Regions from separate parts of the Mus musculus genome. Here regions 2, 3, 4, 5, 6 and 7 are each linked to region 1. A link is a contact called in public HiChIP or PLAC-seq and promoter capture Hi-C data. All regions are on one chromosome and are shown on one strand. Each heading gives the region's core, a stretch centred on a gene start, on an enhancer-like site or on the middle of the called end of the contact. The rest is flanking DNA. Distances are from core to core; before and after follow the strand shown.

Region 1 (2,668 bases), core at 86-2,585:
CATCCTAAATCTACTCTTGGAAGTGTATTTGGCAAATATTGAAGTGTCTGGCAGTTACAGAGGACTAAGCACAAGACAATTGCAATCCAGAGAGGAGATGATCAGATGAATGGCTGTTTTAAAGACACTCAGCAAATAGGATTATTTCAGAACTCATACATTCATAGGCAAGACATTAATGAAGTAAGTAGTGCTTGAAAAGACCTGGTAAAGGTGAATGTGATGGTTTGTATATGCTCGGCGCAGGGAATGGCACTATTAGAAGGTATGGCCCTGTTGGAGTAGGTGTGTCATTGTAGGTGTGGGCTTTAAGACCCTCATCCTTGCTGCATGGAAGCCAGTTTTCTACTACCATCCTTCAGATGAAGATGTATAACTCTCAGCTCCTCCTGCACCATTCCTGCCTGGATGCTGCCATGCTCCTGTCTTGATAATGGACTGAACCTCCGAACCTGTAAGCTAGCCACAATTAAATGTTCTTTTAAGAGTTGCTTTGGTCATGGTATCTATTCACAGCAGTAAAACCCTAGCGAAAAAAGTGACTAATATAAATAATAATAGTAAAAATAATATAATAAAAATAATATTTGAAATGGTAGGATAGTGGATATTTTCTTTTCTAAACAGCCGAGTGAAAACATCACACACAATTGTCTCCAGTTCATTAAGGTACTACACCTGCAACCATCAAACACGGGAAGACAGGTCATACATACAATTCAATATAAGTGGTGCAAGGAAAAATCACCACTGCTTGTTTATAAAGCTTCCCCAATAGTGAAAGTTATTAACTAAAGCATGCTTTTTAAAGTAATGGAACTTTGTAGAAAGGAACGGGGGTGGGGTGGGGTAACTTTGCAGATGAGTTTTCACAGGCTTTCGATTTTGCGCAAGGGCCGGTAGGGGTGGGTAGGTGGGTGTTCCCAGGTCCTAGAACGGACTGAGTCCTCACACAGTGCTTCTCTGAGGAGAGAGTCTTTCCTAACTCTGCGCCCCTTTGTCATTGGAAACAATTCTGGTCACCTGACCAACCCCTGAAGAGAAGCTTGCATAGACCTTCTCCCAGTGCAGATCACCGACTCTCAATAATCCTAGCTCCTCGGGCTCACTCCTACGGTCTGCAGAGTCACCACAGGCCAAATCCAGCTCCTCTGCCAGATCGCTCACTCGACTCATCACAACTCCCGCTCTGAGGCTCCGCCGCGTGGCTGCGGGCCGCTCCGTACGCCGAGGCGGGAGCGCGAAGCCCCGCCCCCGGAGTGTGGCGGAAGTAGAAGAAGCAGGCCCGCGACCGCGCGCGCTGGCCAGCCGGGTGCGCATGCGCTCTCGCCGCACGGCTTGGCCCGTCCCTCTAGTCACCCCAGGCTCCGCTACCCCCGCCCCGCCCCTCATAGTGGCGCTCTCGCCATCTTACCCCCACCCCCTCCAGCCTAGCTCAGTCACCTTTTCCCTTTCTACAATCTCTGGTTCCCCCCACTCCCCGCCCCCCTGCCCGTCGTGTCCCGGGGCCGCCGCCGCCGCAGACACCGCGCCATCTCTGTCCCCTCTCATTCTCCACGCGGGACGCGCAGCCGTGCCTCCACGTGTCTTAAGCAGAGGTTGTGGGGGCGCGTGGGGGCGGCGGGGAGTGGGGCGAGGTCATGGGAACTTGAGGGACGTCGTGGCAGCCAAATGCCTGGCCCGGGGCTGCGGGCCCAGCCGGATGCAGGCCGCCGAGCGTGGGGTGCCCCGTGGCTCCTCCCCGTTGTCGGTGGGCGTGAGGCAGGGGAGCCCTCGGGGCCGGGCGGAGAGGCACCGTTTAGGCTTGTCACCCAAATGGGTGGGAAGTCCTCCAAGAAGGCAAGCTAGGAAGCTAGGAAGTGGTAGTGGAAGGAAGTGCAGTGTGCATGCAGGCTGAGGGACAGAGGACACAGAGATGTTGCTGTCAGAGCTCGCCTCTGGGACCCCTGGGGAAATAAATCATTTAGCCGGTGGTGTCGGGGGGTATAGATGGGGATCATCGCAGCCTAGCTCAAAACTCAGGTTTATGGGAGAAGATCTGTGTGCTAAAAGCTTGTATCACGCCAGCTGTGATTAATTACGTTTGAGCTCCAAGGAAATTGTCTGTCATCTTGCCTTCTATATTGGAAGTCAGGCTAGTTGATGTGACAAGTGATAAGAGTTATAGGGATAGTGGAATATATTTGACGGTCAGACAGGATCCCAGTAGCAGTGTTGTTACTGAACACCCGGATTAAAATTAGCTTTATGTCCTTGGAATTAGTAGACTCAGGAAGAAACCAGTACATATTTATCTGGGATAAAACCTGAGTTCTCAGTATTTTTGAGTTAGTTCACTGTTAAAAGATTTACTTAAAGAAAGAAACAACTGGTAGAATTTCTGCGTGTTCCAGCGAGGCGGAATATGACTACTAAGATAATGTTTTGCACAACCAGACCTTACTTTAACCATACTATTGCAAGCTTCCCACCCTTTTCCGGCTGCACTGCCCAAGGGGACTTTATGCCAAGCTGGAAATGCTATACTCTATGGGCTACCAATATGGTAACCACCGGGTGCAGGTGGCTCTGATGAGCTTGATTTTTTAATTGGTTAGCAAATTAATTACAATGTAAGTAAGTAGACACACAGGCATGGTGCTTATTGCATGGGATCCCACAGGTCTGA
Region 2 (2,668 bases), core at 88-2,587, 500 kb after region 1:
TCAAAGACAAGCTCAAAATGCATTGAGCTGACCACTTGAAAGGACACATGCCTTGGCATATGGGGATGCTGATGTCTTGGTCCACTACTCGGCTTATGGGGTCTGCCCCAACACCTCCTGCCTCAGTGCCCTGCCAGGATGCGATGTTACTCTTCTTCCCTTCACTGGAAACTTGTCCCCAAGTAACACTTCCTAGGCCTGGGTGACAGACTACAGCGGCAAGGGCTGAGGGAGTCCCGGGAAACCTCTAGGAGGAGATGTAGGGGGCTTTGGATGTTGCCTTTCTAGTATATTCAGAAGCTGAGGTTTGCAGAAGGCGTGGGCAGGAAGACACAGACCCCAACATTAGTGACCTGCTGTGCCCCTATAGCCTCTTGAGTGATGCAGAACAAGATCCTCATGGCCCCACATCAAAGGCCAGCCAGATTTCAGACTGAGTCCCTCTGCCAGTCCAGGCCTGGCTTATTCTGTCACCTCTCCTGCTGGCCTGCTAAGGGGATGGGGATTCAGATCTTACGTAGGTCACTTTAGTGCCTCTGAAACAGATCTGGGAGGTGTAAGGGGTTCAGATCCTCCTAGAACAGGCAGGATTAAGTAGGGCGTGCCATGCCAGGGGGAAGAGCAATGTGGGATGTTCTGGAAAACTGCTGGGTCCCTAAGGTCGCAAGGGTTGTTTGAGCACTCATCTTTCTATAGTTTCCTACCATCTTTCTCTGATGTAGTAAGAGCCACATTCTACAGCCTCTATCAGACCCATGCCTGCTACCAATCTTATTGATATTTCTGTCTGTCTGTTCCCAGGATCCAACAAGATGCAAAATGCACACATGCATACACACACACACACACACACACAGAGAGAGAGAGAGAGAGAGAGAGAGAGAGAGAGAGAGAGAGAGAGAGAGATCACTGCTTACAGATATGTACACAGAGAGAACGGTTCCTTTCAAAAGCAAAATACAGGAGCATATGCAATTGTATTTCCTTCTAGATTTCTGAAATCTGGAAACATCTCAAGGGCTGGGATGTAGCTCAGTGGTTGATCACTTACCGGGCATGGGCAAGGCCAGGGACCACACACATGCACACGAACAGTCATTACCCCAAAACTTACAGTTGAGAAAAGTTTCGACCATCACAAATGAGTAACATATAGGTACAGAAGAACAAGTTCCAGGGACTGAGATTTGGGGACAGTAGTTCTCAAGCCCTCGAGGGTCCTGGGAAGTATTCCCCAGGCTAGCATGTCTGGGCATGGTGTTCCAGACTCCAGCACAAGGACTCTGTGTACAAGCCTGTGCACCATGGCTTCCAGAAGTTCCAATGCCTCTGCTTCAGTCAGACGAGGCAGCATAAAATCTGCATTTAATTGCAAGTGTCGTAAAAAGAAATAATCACACAGAATACCAAGTTAGCATTGAAACGATGCAGCCTTGACTGAGTGCCTGAGCCTGGGACGTCTTTTGACTGAAATTCTTACAAAGCTGTAAACTATAAGTCAGATTTTCTTCAAGAACGTGTCTTCTCTCGTTAGGATGATGTTAGCTTTTAAGAGTGTTCCCAGCCTTTTCTGGGAAAAGGAGATGGAGGTGGAGATGAAGGATATGGAGAGGGGAGGGAGGGGCGGGGAGAAGGAGCGAGGGGGAGGGGCAAGCCGCCTCAGATCCCTCTTTAAAATGTCTTTGTTTTTAATTATCCATGTCTTGGATGACAGTGAAATCAGCCTCTGTCTGGAGTTTTAAATTCAGATAAAGCAGATGCTTTGCACCGTGGCCTTTGCTCTGCCTCCCAGACGGCAGCCTTGCCCCATTTGAAGATTATTTATTGCTATGCAGCCATCCTTCATGCTGCTAAATGATTCTCTGTGCTGAGTGGAGAAACTAGCCCAGGGGAAGAATTTATACAGCTTCTCAGAACTCGGGACAATCCACATCTTCCCTGGAAGCGGGTTTTTTTTGGGGGGGGGGGCTTGAGAGCCAGCAGCGTTCTCTGGGTTCTGGAGCAAGCACCTCTGTGTCCCAGCTTCAGGAAAGGACCCTGAGTCTCCTGGTGGCAGCTGCTTAAGCTTGCACCACTGCAAAAGGAGAAAAACAACTGCTTTTAGAAGCTCTCTGGGAAGGTCCTCAGATCCTTCCAACTTCCCACCCTCAGAGATGTCCAGGAGGTGGTCACCCTGGGGGACTTAAAATGCAAACACATCCCAGTAGGCTAATGCCAACCTCTCCCAGCTCCCTGCTCAGGTCCAAAATCAGTTCACACCTCCTCATTCTTGTCCTATTAATCACCATGCCCCAGAGAACCCAGCCGCACCAGTCAACTCAGGCCAGGATGAGGGTGGGGGTAGGGAGTGGACGGTGGAAGCAGGGAGGATAGAACCACAATCCGTGCTTTCAGATTTTTTTTGAAATTAATTTCATTTCCTGCTCATATTTGTAATTTTGCTTCTGTTACCAGAATGCAATTGGGCTGTACCTCTTGAAAGAAAAACTGTACATTCTATAATTAGACCTTTCTTTCTTTCTTTCTTTCTTTCTTTCTTTCTTTCTTTCTTTCTTTCTTTCTTTCTTCCTTTCTTCCTTTCTCTCTCTCTCTCTCTCTCTCTCTCTCTCTCTCTCTCTCTCTCTCTCTCTCTCTCTCTCTCCTTCTTTTCTTTCAGAAAATTCAAGGC
Region 3 (2,668 bases), core at 87-2,586, 470 kb before region 1:
AGAAGATGACCCAGTCTTTCCTTGTAGAGCAGTTTAATTCCTCATAGAGCTTTAAGTTTGTTCTCTTGCCTTTGAATAAATGTCCACATATCTTTTGTCTCCATTTTTTTAGTGGGTAAAGAGAAATAACTTTGGAAAACAATGTAAAGTTTATTGAACCAGCACCATATATACAATAAAGTAGAAATTGCCATGGCTTTGTCTGTTCCTTGGCTGTGTAAAAATCAATAGTGTGGAATGTAGTAAAATTTATGACTATAAAGAAAAGAATTCAAGGTATCTATCTCACATCTCTTCCAAATAGATTTTTTTTCTCTCTTCTCTTTGTCTAACTGGTCTCTCAAGCTCATCTCAGTTCATGGAACCCACTTAGGTCAAAAAAGAATGTAAGACCAGTATCCTTGTCTCAGACTAGCCTCTCTGTCTAGAGCCATTTTTCTTACTCTTCAGGGGTTTTTTCACAATCTAGTTCACACCAGTCGGTCAGAATGGAGAACTGAGGAAACAGAGAAACAGTCTCCATTGTCAACTTGACTCCATTCAGAACATCAAAGAAACATTCTGTGAATAAGCATCTCTGAAAATAATTCATGTCTGCAAAGGTTGATTGACTGATTAAAAATTTAGTGATGTAGAAACATTGGGATGTTACAAGTTCAGAGCCCAGTCACCATTTCACCATTTATCTTGGGCTAGCTTTAATCTAAATAGCCATATCCTGGCATTGGCACCACACATTTTTTTAAATTGGGCTTATAGTAATAACCATTGTGTTTTGAGAATAAACAGTCTCTGTCCCATTGTCAATAGGTTCTACATCCTGGATGTGATATGTCTCCCCTGGTGTCCCTTCATGTGCCCAATCACCTGTGGGTCCAGCTAGACCCATGCTTTTTCTAGAGAAATTGAAACTCCCAGTGGCCCAAGACCCACCCATGTCTTTGTAGTAACTTCCCCCCTTAAGCTACTTACTAACTGCATCTTATGTATACACAGAAAGAGAGAGAGAAACAGAGAAAGAAACAGAGAGAGAAACAGAGAGAGAAACAGAGAGACAGAGAGAGAATAGTTAACCAGAAGGGTCTGAGTTACAGGAAATGTGAATATTCAAAACATAGAAAATATACTTGAGCCCCAGGAGCAGAGTTGATCTGGAAATAAATATGGTTTCGATATGCCTCTCACATAACCCTCCAAATATAAGGACCTGCTATCTCTAATTCCTTTGTTGCAATTTTCCAATAAAATCTGGCAGGGGCCCAAGTTCTCCTAAGACTAATAGGGATAAGAATGTCCCCGATTTCCCTTCAAAATAAGAAATCATTTCAGTGTGAGGAATCTAGCCGCAGCTGGCACGGCCCCCATGGGTCTCCGGGTTTCAGGAAAGGGACCTGGGCCTCTCTCCGGTCATCCCAGAAGTCTCCCAGACTTATAATCTTTCAGTCAACAGCCCAGAATTGTGGCCTACTTAGTTTTCTCTAAAAGCACTTAAGGACAGTTTAATGAAAGGAAAGAGCAACAGAGAAAGGGGAAAAATGCTTTTTTTAGGATCTGAACAAAATATCATGTTTTCTTCTCTTCTCTCTTGCTCTCTCTCTCTCTCCCTTTTTTCCTTTTTTGCAATATTTCTCCTCAGAGAAAATTATAGCCTTCAGGGCCAGCAATGTGTGCTGTGCGTTTTGCTTATTACAGTGGTTAAAATGAGAGCCACGGGTGAAGGAGTATCATTATAACATTCTTGATATCCCTGATAGATTTGTGCAAACATAGTTGTGGGCTGTACACGCACATGAATGGATGTGCCCACGGTGTCTGGGGGAGTCTCTCCCATATTCCTTCCACAGCCTCTTGCATTACCTTGCACTCCTCACTCGGCACTCTTTTCTTTCTTCCTTTTTTGTTACATTTTTTTAAATCTTCAAACTATCTCCCAAACTCCACCCTTCTCTGTCTCTCTCTCTCTGTCTCTCTGTCTCTCTCTGTCCCTGTCTCTCTCTGTCTCTGTCTCTCTCTCTCTTTCCCTCTCTCTCCCTCGACTTACCTTCTTTTCCATCTCCTTAAACAGAGCTGAAATGTTTCCTGGCCAAACAATTGGCAAAGGAAATGTTTCAGGTTAGGAAAAAGTAGCATGTAATCACAGCTCAGGGTGACCACTTTGGTTTGTTTTTGTGTCTTTCTCTATTTCCTGATCCTGTTGGGGGAACCCAGGAAGAAGTCTTCTGACCACCACCCCCTCCCCATGGACAAAGGGCCAGAGAATCCAAAAAAAGCAAATCACACCATAGGATAGCACCTGGCCAGTTGCTGTTGGGATCCAATAAGCTTTACTCTCTCCAATCCATTTCTTGTTCTGAAACACTTTAAAATCACCTTAGAAAAGACAGCAATTTTCCCTAAGGGCCCCCTTGGGACAGGAGGGGAAGGGCTTCAGAAGGATGGAGAAAGAGTTGAGAAGCTTCACTGAGAGTCCTGAAGGACAGACGGACCTTGTGGGGATAGCGGGGTCACACAAGAGAAGCAAAGAGGAGAGAACTTTCCAGACAGGAGGAACCACAAGGCCATAAGGGCAGCTTAGGTGAGTCAGTCATTCTGACCAGCTCAACATTTGCAGGATCATTATGCATATACATGTACATGTGCACGTACACACACACACACACATACATAC
Region 4 (2,668 bases), core at 55-2,554, 470 kb after region 1:
AAGCCCCATGAGCCTGACCCCTCATCTGATGAGCCTCTGAAGGCCCCAGCATCAGGAGGCTTGTCCCTGCTCTGCCTCTCTACCCTGGCTCCTCTTCCTCTGCATCCTCTTTCTGCCCTTATTCCTTCCCTTGTAATACTCCCTCTCCCTTGTACTTTCTTCTCTTTCTCTGGTACTTGAATTAGATGGTAGAAGCAGGCAGGAAGAGGTGGGAACGTCTTGGTAGAGTTCAGAAGGAGAGTCAAAAAAATTCATTTGTGTATATTAATCATGAAAAATAACGGCTTCTCATTACAATGGTCTCGTTCCTGTATATAATGTGCTCTGATCAGCACGGGTGTTGCTTTTAGGTTTTTATTTCTGTTTTTTGTTGGGAAACAGGGTCTGATGTTAGCCCTAGCTGGCCTTGAACTTGCTGTAACTTTGAAACCCTGATTCTCCTGCCTCCACCTCCTAAGTGCTGGTATTACACATGTTCCACCACGCTTGGCTTAGACAATATTAGGGATCAAATCTAGGGCCCTGTGCACGTTAGGCCAACGCTGTACAGGCTGCACTATGTCCCTAGCCCAAGTAGGGAATTTTGAGAGGAAGCAGCGGGGCCTGTTCTCTGGAACTCTCTCTGGATGCTCCAGGCCCTGCTGAGATATCCTGATTTAAGATGGAGTTTACAGGGAATGTTGCTAAGGCATCACTAACAGGTCCCACTAAAAGGACCCACTTCCATCAGGCCTCAGAAGAACCTTGAAGTTGGCAGAACTCCTTTCTCTGGACACGCAAGCAGCCTTCCACCACCTGCATGTGGGTAACTCTCAGCCATGTCTGATAAACCAACAAGCGAACTGTGGAGAGAAGACAGTTGTCATGGAGCAGCAGCAAGAGACAGTGGGATGGAAATAACCAGCAGGCAAGCATGAATCAGCTAACTGTGAGTAAGTAGAACTCACGGGGGTGAGTAAGGTGGCTCAATGGTTAGAGCACCCATACCGGGTGCCTCCCAACTGCCTGCCATTCCCTCCCTACACACACGTGTGCCATACAGACATAAACAGAACAAAAACAAATCCTTTAAAAAAAAAACTAAACAGAACCCTAGCAATTTGCAAAATGGGAGAGGATGTCTGCCCACGCCTATGCACACATGCATACAGGAACACACGCACACGAGTGTACCACCACACCATCGCCACGGCAAGCAAGCTTCCTGCTTTCATTGAGTGTGTGTGTACATTCTTTCTCCTCTAGGTGTGAAGGGCTAGGGAAAAATGAACTCCAGTCACCTTCATTTTCAGAAAAGTTCCAAGTCTCTGAGAACAGCCTTCAGATCCATAAGTTGCGTTCTCTATTACTCCCCCAAGGGACCTTATGAATAGTGTGGGACACATAGTTTTGTCTCAGCTCCTGCTTTGCAGTAGATGGAAGGCAAGGTCTGCTAATCCGGGGAGCTCTTCTTCATCCGATGCCTGATGGCAGAGAATCCTACTCTGAAACAAGCTTCCGTTCCTTTGTAATTGGCCCTCCCTGCCCTCTCCCTGCCCAGCCTGGCCCATTGCCTTTAGGGATGGTTTGAGGTCGGTATCACATCAGGGAGACTCTCTGAGAGGGAAGGGAAGGAGAGTCACTGGGCAGCCCCCCCAGGAATGGCAGTCCACCTGAGGGCCACACTGAGCCAACCAGAGTCCCTCAGTATCTCAGGGTGGGTACAGCACCCCCTTCCCCCAGGACAATCTAAGATACAGATTTTTCCATCTTGTACTAAAATGCTCGTGTGTGTGTGTGTGTGTGTGTGTGTGTGGTTTTAGAACAAACATGCAGTCTGAACCTGGAGAGCCTTTTGTCCAGAACTCAAGAGTGTCCACACTTAGGGGGAGGGTTTCTGAGCTGACGCGCTCTCTCGCTAAGCACACCCCTTTTCTCTGGCTCCAGACACATGTTCCCAAAGTCAAGGGTTTACACATAGACATATCTGTTTGCAGACAATTTGTCTGAGCCCTTATTATCCTGTAATTGGGTTAAATACTGCTGTGTAGGCAGCGGCATACCAAGGCCATTGCCGAATCCCTGCGAGGGCCAGCCCCCTCCCTCCTTCCTCCTGCAGGCCTGTTGGAAGAAAAAGGTAGAAACATAAATTAAGACAGGGTGAATATATTCCTTTCTTGGAATGAGCTATTTAAAGAACAAGCCAGATGTGCAAATAGACATTTTCCTCTTGCTCACTACATTTTTAAAAGAGTGTATACTTATGTGTATGAGAGAGAGCTCACTCTTCCTTTCTTTAACAAAAATTTTATAGCCTTATTAATTATAATAATTACAATTAATTATAGTCTGGTGCGTTGTTCTTTTTTTTTTTTTGTTATTTTTCAATAATAAAGTTTAAAATGAGCCTTTAAAAGGTTTAGAATTTTTTATTGTTTCTTAAAAATTATGCGCACGCATTTGTGTCTGTGAATGGTTATGTGCACAGGAGTACAGGTGTTGAAGGAGGCCAAAAGAGGGTGTTGGGACATCTGGAATCGGAACATCTGGAGCTGGAATTACAGCTTCCTGACATGGATATGGAGAACTGAACTTGGGTCCTGGACAAGAGCAGGACACACGCTTAACCACTGAGCAGTCCCTCCAGGCCCCACTCTTCCTGAGGAAACCATCACATTTGTCCATACTG
Region 5 (2,668 bases), core at 85-2,584, 450 kb before region 1:
TAATGAACTACCAGGATAGCTATATTCTTTGAGAAGCTTCACCTTTTTACTAAAATATAATATGGCAACAATGATTGCTATCCATGAAGGCCTGCTAAGATCCATGATCTCTGAACACATTAAATACACAGTATTATAAAGACCGTGGTATATGGAGGCTCTTGGTTCTGCTCCCTGCTTCCTAGTTTATGAGTCGCACAGCTCCAGGAATGAAATGCAACCTGTATAGTGTAGTTTCTTTGTTGGTGAGATAGTGATGTTGGTAACAACAGACTGATGAAGAGGGAAGGAGGGCTGATGGAGATAAATCATGGAAAACACTATGCCAAGGCATCTGGAGTATTTGTCCTTAATAGAATCACCTAAGAAGGACGGAAAGAAGGGAAAGAGAAGGATGAAGGGAGAGATGAAGAACTGGAGAGATGGGGGGAGAAGGAGAGAGAGAACCACAGCTTTTGAATCTACCCTGTGATGCCACAGCCTACGGTATTCAGTGAAGGGAAAAGGGAAGTAAGGTGCCTTAGTTAGGGTTCCCGTTGCCTTGAAGAGACACCATGACCAAAAGCAACTCTTATAAAGGACAACATTTAATTAGGGCTGGCTTACAGGTTCAGAGGTTCAGTCCATTTAGGCAGGCATGGTGCTGGAGGAGCTGAGAGTTCTACATCTTTATCCGAAGGCAGCCAGGAGAAGACTGACTCCCAGGCAGCTAGGAGGAGGGTCTCAAAGCCCACCACCACATTTATTCCAACAAGGCCACATTTCCAAACATATTCAAATCACCATAGAAGGGAGGGAGCGACGGAGGGAGGGAGGGAGGGACAGAAGGAGAGAGGGAGGGAGGGAGGGGGAGAGAGGAGAAAAAGAGGGAGAGAAGAAGGGAGCCATAGATTTTGAATCCATTATACTATTTGCCAGGTTCTGTGTGGCTGATTCATGCAATATTCTTATGGGAGCTAAACCAGCCTGGCTCCTTGGTGACTCAGGGTGCCACCACTCCTGTGCCTACCTTACTGTGTGATCATTGTCAGTATGCAGCTTTCTTTCTCTCTAGCCCAGAAGTAAAGACCACAGAGGCATGGCTAATCCTCATCTTTTTTTTTTTTTTTTTTTTACCTCCAATCTATTGTTCAACTCTTGGCCCGTAGTAGCACTTACCAAACATTTGTAAAATGAGTCAGTGAGAGAATAAAGCATCTTGCCTTGGGCCAGACCTGCTTTCTTCTAAATGATAAATGATTGACAGGAAGGCCACTGGCAGTTCCTAAGACAAATCAGGATGAAGCCACTACAGAGAACCTCCTCTTGGGGCTGAAGGCTAGGGGCTCACTTGGCTGGTCCGGCTGCCAGATGGAAACCACATGAGCAGCAATTTACATTGTGTTCTTCTTACACGGAGAGAATCAAGACAGCCTGGCTCCTGCCATCTTATGAGCAATTCTGCCCCAATACACTGGCTACTGTTCTTTCTAGTGAGTAGCAACACTCCCACCCCACCCCCACATATCAATAAACAGCTACAGAGTCAAATTAGTACTGTTTACTGTCAAATTACGATGGAAAGTGATCCTTTATGTTCTTTGTTTATGGCGTCTGTACAGCCTGCCCCAAGCCCGGGACTCTCAAAATGTGAGCGGACAGCTTCTGACGGTGGATGCCGCACTAGATCAAACCGAACACAGATTTTGTTTGTCTTCCACAATAAACTATCTTTTCAGGTTCACGGGCTCAGAATCATGGCTATCATGTTTCACCAGCTGTTTTTTATTCCTCTGTTAATTTTACAGTTGGGGCTTTGAGAAGGAGGGCTCTGTCTTTGTTCTGCGTCTATGGTGCTGGTTCCGTGCCAGGGGAGCAGAGTATTGCAAGAGGTTTGGGAAGGCAAGGTAGAGGAGCAGGGAGTGTTTGTGATTTGATCGCATGGAGAGCAGTGTTCTGAAAACTTACCATGATAAACAGTGTTTATTGTTAGAACCTGAACATTAGCTAAATAATAATGTTTTCAAAGCCCACTCGTATGCTGAGGACTAATTTCCCTCCCAAGCACTTCACCGTTTGCATATTTTATAAACAAACTCTTGAGTATATTCCTCTAAGTTGCTTTCTTAAAGTGTTCTACAAGGTAGAAGTTGGTCACGTGTCATCAGGAACCATTTGCACCTGTACTGACATGAGTCCTCTTGTCATTCCATGAGGGATCTGGATATAGAACTTGCTTGTAAATTAGTACATTATTCAACTGTCGACATCTTCCCTATCTCATTCATCTGCCTGTTGTTGGAAGGAGTCTTCCAAATGATCTCAATATGGTCCAGACCTTCTCCTGGTGAATGTGCTGTGTGAGCCCAGTTACCTTCTCAACAAAAGGAGTGAACCTGTGTGGATGCCACTCCTTGGGAGCAGCAGAGTTCTTGGTTTTGTATGTTTTTTTTTTTTTATGTCTACACGTGTATGTCTATAGGTGTGCGCAATGTGCACAAGAGTGTCAATGTCTCTGGAGACCAGAACAGGACATCAAAATAAGACCCCCTGGAGCTGGAGTCACTGGAGTTACAGGTAGTTGGGAGTCACACTGGGGTTACAGGTAGTGGGGAGCCACCCGACATGGGCTCTGGGACCTGGACCAGCTCCTCTACAAGAACTGCAGCATTGTTATCAGCTGAGAAAT
Region 6 (2,668 bases), core at 123-2,622, 430 kb before region 1:
GCTCCCTAGCCAGCCAGGCTAGCCGAATTATTGAGCTCCAGATTCAGTGAGAGACCCTGTCACAAAATGTACTGCAGAGAGCCACTGAAGAGGACACTTGACATCAACCTCTGGCTTCCACACCTGTGTGGACACTACACACACACACACACACACACACACACACACCATCTGCAAGAAGATATCTGTCCATTGACACACCCAACCCATAGCCCTGGTGGTGAGTCTAGCACGAAGTGTAAAGGCTGCTTCCAGAATGTTGATCTTTGACCCACAGCTCCACCTGAGATGTCACCCTTGAACCTTAGTCACAACTTTGGAATTTGAAGAGTTTGGGATGTCTCTGGTCCCTTTGGAAAGTGAAGTACTCTAAGCCACAATTATCTCACACAGGTGATTTGGGGAACAGTTCCCCTGGGACAAGACCTCTAAGGGAAAGAGGGGTGGAAAGTTGAGGGGAGTGGATGGAAGGTATCGGCGATGGTTCGATATCTTCCTAAGATTCTCTTGCTGCTCCTGCCAGCAAGCAGCAGGATGATGAATGCCTCCACACAGACACCAATGGTTAATAAAGAATGTCCCATAAACCAGTCACAAGCTACTCGCTAGGTAGACCCTGTGCTGACACTTAGTGGGCAGTAATGTATGAAGCCCTTGAAACAAACCCGTCAGGAGATTTATTTAGCCCAGAGGGTCAGAGGGCAGAGGATAAGAGACAAAGTCAGGAGACAGAGGATGAGAGAGAAGGGGAAGGGAACCATGTAGAGGGAGGACAAAGGACTGCCTCTGGATAGAGAGGAGCCATAGGAAAATAAGGTCTATAAAGGTAAAAGGGAAGCCCTGTGTTCAGATGAGGTGTTCAGTTTTAATTGGGCATGTTAATTAGGTGAGCCAAAGGGGGCTTTTGATTGCTGGACTTCAATACTTTGATAGCTGGACCTTGGTAGTCAACCTTAGGAGGAGGAAGTGGCCAAATAAAGAAAGCGACCTTCATAGGTGGCTTTAGAAATGTCATCTAGTGGATTTTAGCAAGGAAGCGAGAATGTGAGAGAAGGGCAAGTGCTGCGGGCAGACCAGCTGCTCGCGAGGAACTGAGATGGCAGCTCGAGCTGAAAGAAAGGAACTAGACAGACGGAAGAAAGAACGGAGCCAAGTCAAACAGGATTCTGATCAAAGCTCAATTTTACTAATTCGTGCACCGAGTTATGAAGCAGGGGGAAAGGGTTAATTCCCACCAAATAATCCTGGAGTCCAGTTGCAGGGTGACCACGTGTATGGCTCCAGAACAGCAAAGTGGCAGGCTCCAGCAGTGGGCGTGGCAGAACGATTAAGCGGCAAGCTCCACCCCAATGCAAACAGAGAAACCTGAGCAAACAGGTTTCAGGCTGCGGAGGGGAGGCTACAGGCAAAGCCTACCAGAGCCATGCTCACCAGTCTCAAGCTGACCAGAGTGCCTTCACCTGGTGTCTGGGTGAGAGAGCCTGCACATTAGACTAGGTCACGTGACTCTAAAAGAAGACCCTGTAGTACAAAGCTAGAACACGCTCGCGAGCACACACACACACACACACAGAGAGAGAAAGAGAGAGAGAGAGAGAGCGTAAGAGGACTCCTACTGCCAAACATCAGGACACCCTGACTTTAAGAGCCAGAAAGCTATGCCAATTTGTTTGGTTACAGGTTCTTGTGATACTGACAGAGTTGGCACAGCGTGTCTCTCTCGAGAAGAGACCAGAACTGACAGGTGGAGTTTAGGGCACCCCGCCATCACACAAGCAAAATACTCAGAAAAACACACTGTACAGTAAGGCACAAGTTCCCCACTAGTGGGAATGCCCAACTCTGTAGTTCAGGGGCTGTCAGACAGGCAGATAGTTCCTGCAATGGGAATGAAGTTGGAAAAGATGAAAAGGCAGACTCCTCCTCCCAGCCCCACATCTTTCCAGATCTGTCCTGCAAAGCAGACTCGGAACAACTCAAACACCATCCAGCCTCTCAGGTGTATATATTGCATTTCTTAGACTTTCCAGTGTCTTCTCTGTAATTTGGGGGAAGTGCCTGAAAAGGAACAAGAAGAGGATTCGTTCCTCTTATCTCCTAAGAGTGGGTCTATCCTCACCTGCTGTCAGTGTCTTTCTCAACTCTGCCTGCTTCTGGGAAGCATCATTAGAGTTCAGGCTGGGTTGTTGGGTTTTATTTTATTTTATTTTATTTTGAGAAGTATGTCTGTTTGTGACGGATGTGTTCAGTGACTCATCAGAGGAAATGCTGTGTGTTACCAAAAATAATAATTTGTATGTCAATGCAGTTGTTAACTGTCCCTCCTGCTCTTAGTTCTCACTTCCCCCCAGACTCTCATAATTACTGTTGTTCTGCATCGAGCAGCAAGAATCGTATTTCTCTGTCCAGAAAATGACAGCTACTGGGACCCTCTTCTCTGCAGGGGAGGCCTGCGCAGCTGAGCACAGAGCCTGCCTAAAGCCCACATCAGGGCCGACTGAGTGCCTGCATTGAAACGGGTCAATGCACCCCAAAGACCCACAGCTGCTGGCACTGGTGTCTGGGTTCTAAAGGAGCCTCTCTAGTACCAGCTGAGTGACCCCAGACAAGCCACAGAACCTCCGGGGCCTCTGTTCATTCATCTGTGAAGCTGAGAACACAGCACTCG
Region 7 (2,668 bases), core at 80-2,579, 420 kb after region 1:
GGGAAGTCACATGGTGGTACAGAGAGGACACTGAGAAGGAGCTGAGGGAGAAGACCAACAGCGGGAAGTGTGGGGTTGATTCTATTGACAATAAGAGGCCACTAAACACTCCGAAGCAGAAAATGGCATTATTTGAATTGCATCTTGAGCCTCAAGGAAGCTGTGTGGAGGGGTGAGTGGTGGCAAGGCAGGAAAGATAGTGATGTGAAAAGCTGGAGAACCATATGACAGAGGCTTCCACACTGAAGATACTGGGCTGCCTATGGCCCCTAGCTACCCAGGACTTGCGGTGGAGACGTGGGAAACTTGCATCCTGAGGAAATGCACTGCTCCTGAGATGAGAAGATACTGATCACTACAGATCTCCTTTGAGATGCGTTCAATATGCATTCATGCCTTAGATTTGTTTCAATAGAAGCCTCTGGTTGGGTCTGCGATAAAATATCTAAAAAGACACCATGTAGTACTAACCTTAAGACATACTGAGTCAGGGGTCTCCAATCTTGGGACATCCAGACACAATTTGTCATTTACAAATGTGTTGGGCCGCGTGACATTTGTAGCTATCCTGCAAAGCTTATGGCTTACAGGTTGGACAAGCATAAGGGTGAGCCCCAAACACTCACTTTAACATCTGCTGAGGCAGAGGAATCCCTGAGGGAATGAAGGCCTGCGTGAATGTTGAGAGTGACCCTTTGGGGATTCTCGAGGGCACAAGAGAGCAGACACTCCTCTGGACAGCTCTTCACAGCCATCTGCTGATGTGCCTGAGGTATGGGGCTACAGGTTCAGAGGGAGAGCAAGAACTAGCCCAGAGCCCACTGCTGGAACCTATCATTATCGCCAATTCCTCAGTTTCCATGGTTTGAGCCTAGCAACGTCCCATATGCCTTTGGAATACACACCGCTCTCGTCTGCATGGAAGTCCTGCATATTTTAGAGAAATCTGTAACGGATTTGGGAGATCTGCCTGCCCCGAAGGAACTTTGTCACAAAGTTCTGTATTTTCACATTCTTGTTGAAACCACTGATGTGTCTGCCTCCCGGGCTCAGCACGCTCCCGCCCCACCAATCAGGGCCTCTGCACACACATCAAGCTGTTATGGAGTGGATGCCAAAGGCAGCAACTGGTTATCTCCAAAATAATTTCCATCTTCCATGGGGCCATGTGCTGCAGGGGAATGGTTAGGAGAAGATACACTGTCAGTTAGAACGGCTTGTTTTCTTTCAGAAGCTGGGCTTTAGAAACCCGATATCAGCAGCACGCTCACGGTAACTGTGTCCCCCAGAGGCGGTCCAGCTCCTCTGAGTTGGCCCAGAGGCTCCCAGATGAACTGCTTCCATCATTCAAATGAAAACCCCAAATGCCTTCAGCCCCCACCCTTCCCCTCTGGGTTGAAATTCTGTGTATTTCAGGGAAATTTTACCCATCTGTTTCAGATTCGTTTAGTTCACCTCATCATGATATTTGTTTTGTAAAAGAGAGATTCAACAAGAACAAAATTGTTTTGAAGGTCCTTAAAGAGAAAGGCTCCCGTCTCCTCGTTGTACATGCAGGCTGGAGAAAGGACCCAGGCAGCTAAAATAATCAAATGCTAGTCAAATGAGAAGCTAAGGTGGTAGGGATGGAAATTGAAATGGGGGGGTGGGGGGGGGGCTGGGGATGTAGTCCTGCTAGGTAAAATGCCTGTCTAACATTCCTGACACCCTGGGTTTGATCTCCAGCACTGCATACATTAGTGTGGTCACTCACTGTCTGTAAACCCATTGCTCAGGCTCTCAATTGGAAGTTCAGGGCCATCCTCAGCTAAGTAGTGAGTTTGAGGCTAGCCTGGGATACACACAAGACTGCATAAAAGGAGAAGGAGTCTGGAAGAGGAGGAGGGTTTTTAGAATCTGTACCTCCCCCAATTAGAACAGGTACCTCCCTCCCCCGATTCTGCCAAGTCCCCACTGTGGAACAAGACACTGTAGGCTCCCTTCAGTTAGGGAAAGGAGACAGAAGACACTTTCCAGGTGGCCATCTGGAGCTACGTGGGATGGAGAACAGGCTGAGGGTAGTCCTGGCAGATGGGTCAATTATACCAGCTGAGGGCAATCCACGGAAACACTCAATCCATACTCCAAAAGACTATCTGAAATAGTGGCTTCAGAGTGGATGTCCTGCCTCGGGTCAGGAAGGTCCTGGGGCTCCATATCGGGTCCAGCCGCCCACAGGCATAGCACAGGAAAGGCCAAAGGCTTTCTCAAGTTGGGAGTGCATATGCCCAGCCAGGACCTCACCGCCCTGAAAGCAAGCCTCAGGGGCATAGCCGTGGGCACTGCTGACAAAGGTTAATTTGGGAGGAAGGCACTTATACCTTGGTGGTCCCAGGGAGAGGCCGGTCAAGCCAGCCACCCGGAACCCAGCCATGTGTGAAAGCAAGAGGGTGCTGGCTTTCACTGCTCATTTCCACGGTGGTCAGGGGGTCCTCTCGTGTCAACGGGCCTCACTGTTTGCTGCATCTGGCTGTGGCCAAAACCCAGGGATGAGGGTCCAGCCCCTGCCACCGTCAGCGCCTCTGGCAGAGGCGTGTGGAGGAAACACCAGCACTGGGGCCTGGCAGGCGCCATCTGAGAATGATTAGAGGCTGTCTTGTATCCGGGGCCTCTGTAAACCATCCATCAG

The links. Promoter capture Hi-C pulls out the DNA fragments that hold promoters and counts their contacts. HiChIP or PLAC-seq counts read pairs in DNA pulled down with a chosen protein or histone mark.
Region 2: a promoter capture Hi-C map of the 3T3-L1 cell line shows a contact between it and region 1, with 15 times the contacts expected there. The contact joins the enhancer-like site here to the promoter of Supt3 in region 1. A contact is called at or near these places in 11 of 39 promoter capture datasets (the 3T3-L1 cell line, 3T3-L1-derived adipocytes, the C10 cell line and 7 more), 2 of 15 datasets of contacts at CTCF or cohesin (the NIH/3T3 cell line and pro-B cells) and 9 of 115 datasets of contacts at active chromatin or transcription factors (acute myeloid leukemia, embryonic basal ganglia, embryonic forebrain and 6 more).
Region 3: a contact with region 1 is called in a promoter capture Hi-C map of maxillary cranial neural crest, with 5 times the contacts expected there. The contact joins the enhancer-like site here to the promoter of Supt3 in region 1. A contact is called at or near these places in 3 of 39 promoter capture datasets (cranial neural crest, frontonasal cranial neural crest and maxillary cranial neural crest) and 2 of 115 datasets of contacts at active chromatin or transcription factors (craniofacial prominence and stem cell-derived neural progenitor cells).
Region 4: a contact with region 1 is called in a promoter capture Hi-C map of second pharyngeal arch cranial neural crest, with 7 times the contacts expected there. The contact joins the enhancer-like site here to the promoter of Supt3 in region 1. A contact is called at or near these places in 7 of 39 promoter capture datasets (the 3T3-L1 cell line, cranial neural crest, embryonic stem cells and 3 more), 2 of 15 datasets of contacts at CTCF or cohesin (large pre-B cells and stem cell-derived epiblast-like cells), 9 of 484 Hi-C or Micro-C datasets (the N1E-115 cell line, cardiomyocytes, cerebellar granule neurons and 6 more), 24 of 115 datasets of contacts at active chromatin or transcription factors (the 230-238 cell line, T-cell acute lymphoblastic leukemia, acute myeloid leukemia and 15 more) and 2 of 9 other capture datasets (adipose tissue and pancreatic islet).
Region 5: a contact with region 1 is called in an H3K4me3 HiChIP or PLAC-seq map of craniofacial prominence, with 4 times the contacts expected there. The contact joins the enhancer-like site here to the promoter of Supt3 in region 1. A contact is called at or near these places in 3 of 39 promoter capture datasets (cranial neural crest, frontonasal cranial neural crest and maxillary cranial neural crest) and 4 of 115 datasets of contacts at active chromatin or transcription factors (craniofacial prominence, embryonic forebrain, embryonic stem cells and 1 more).
Region 6: a contact with region 1 is called in a RAD21 HiChIP or PLAC-seq map of pro-B cells, with 4 times the contacts expected there. The contact joins the enhancer-like site here to the promoter of Supt3 in region 1. A contact is called at or near these places in 3 of 39 promoter capture datasets (the C10 cell line, hippocampal neurons and pre-B cells), 1 of 15 datasets of contacts at CTCF or cohesin (pro-B cells), 1 of 484 Hi-C or Micro-C datasets (nephron progenitors), 3 of 115 datasets of contacts at active chromatin or transcription factors (embryonic stem cells, large pre-B cells and pancreatic cancer cells) and 1 of 9 other capture datasets (macrophages).
Region 7: a promoter capture Hi-C map of frontonasal cranial neural crest shows a contact between it and region 1, with 6 times the contacts expected there. The contact joins the enhancer-like site here to the promoter of Supt3 in region 1. A contact is called at or near these places in 3 of 39 promoter capture datasets (cranial neural crest, embryonic stem cells and frontonasal cranial neural crest) and 7 of 115 datasets of contacts at active chromatin or transcription factors (craniofacial prominence, embryonic stem cells, forebrain and 3 more).

Annotation. Positions count from the first base shown.
Region 1 is chr17:44,775,831-44,778,498 of GRCm38.p6, forward strand. It overlaps Supt3 (SPT3, SAGA and STAGA complex component), which reads left to right and starts at 1,336. Exons shown (of 12, transcript NM_178652.3): 1 at 1,336-1,598. It also overlaps a transcript of Runx2 not described here.
Region 2 is chr17:45,277,889-45,280,556 of GRCm38.p6, forward strand. No RefSeq gene overlaps it. Among named protein-coding and RNA genes, the nearest start is that of Gm41582, 16 kb to the left of the region's middle. Within about 2 kb of position 1,338, at least 11 of the 459 cell types and tissues checked have an H3K27ac peak or open chromatin away from gene starts, as enhancers often do.
Region 3 is chr17:44,308,730-44,311,397 of GRCm38.p6, forward strand. No RefSeq gene overlaps it. Among named protein-coding and RNA genes, the nearest start is that of Clic5, 120 kb to the left of the region's middle. Within about 2 kb of position 1,337, at least 4 of the 459 cell types and tissues checked have an H3K27ac peak or open chromatin away from gene starts, as enhancers often do.
Region 4 is chr17:45,241,342-45,244,009 of GRCm38.p6, forward strand. No RefSeq gene overlaps it. Among named protein-coding and RNA genes, the nearest start is that of Gm41582, 21 kb to the right of the region's middle. Within about 2 kb of position 1,305, at least 22 of the 459 cell types and tissues checked have an H3K27ac peak or open chromatin away from gene starts, as enhancers often do. A contact at or near this core is called in the N1E-115 cell line and second pharyngeal arch cranial neural crest, where this site is marked.
Region 5 is chr17:44,326,462-44,329,129 of GRCm38.p6, forward strand. No RefSeq gene overlaps it. Among named protein-coding and RNA genes, the nearest start is that of Clic5, 140 kb to the left of the region's middle. Within about 2 kb of position 1,335, at least 21 of the 459 cell types and tissues checked have an H3K27ac peak or open chromatin away from gene starts, as enhancers often do. A contact at or near this core is called in craniofacial prominence, where this site is marked.
Region 6 is chr17:44,349,264-44,351,931 of GRCm38.p6, forward strand. No RefSeq gene overlaps it. Among named protein-coding and RNA genes, the nearest start is that of Clic5, 160 kb to the left of the region's middle. Within about 2 kb of position 1,373, at least 60 of the 459 cell types and tissues checked have an H3K27ac peak or open chromatin away from gene starts, as enhancers often do. A contact at or near this core is called in pro-B cells, where this site is marked.
Region 7 is chr17:45,192,537-45,195,204 of GRCm38.p6, forward strand. No RefSeq gene overlaps it. Among named protein-coding and RNA genes, the nearest start is that of Gm35097, 47 kb to the left of the region's middle. Within about 2 kb of position 1,330, at least 15 of the 459 cell types and tissues checked have an H3K27ac peak or open chromatin away from gene starts, as enhancers often do.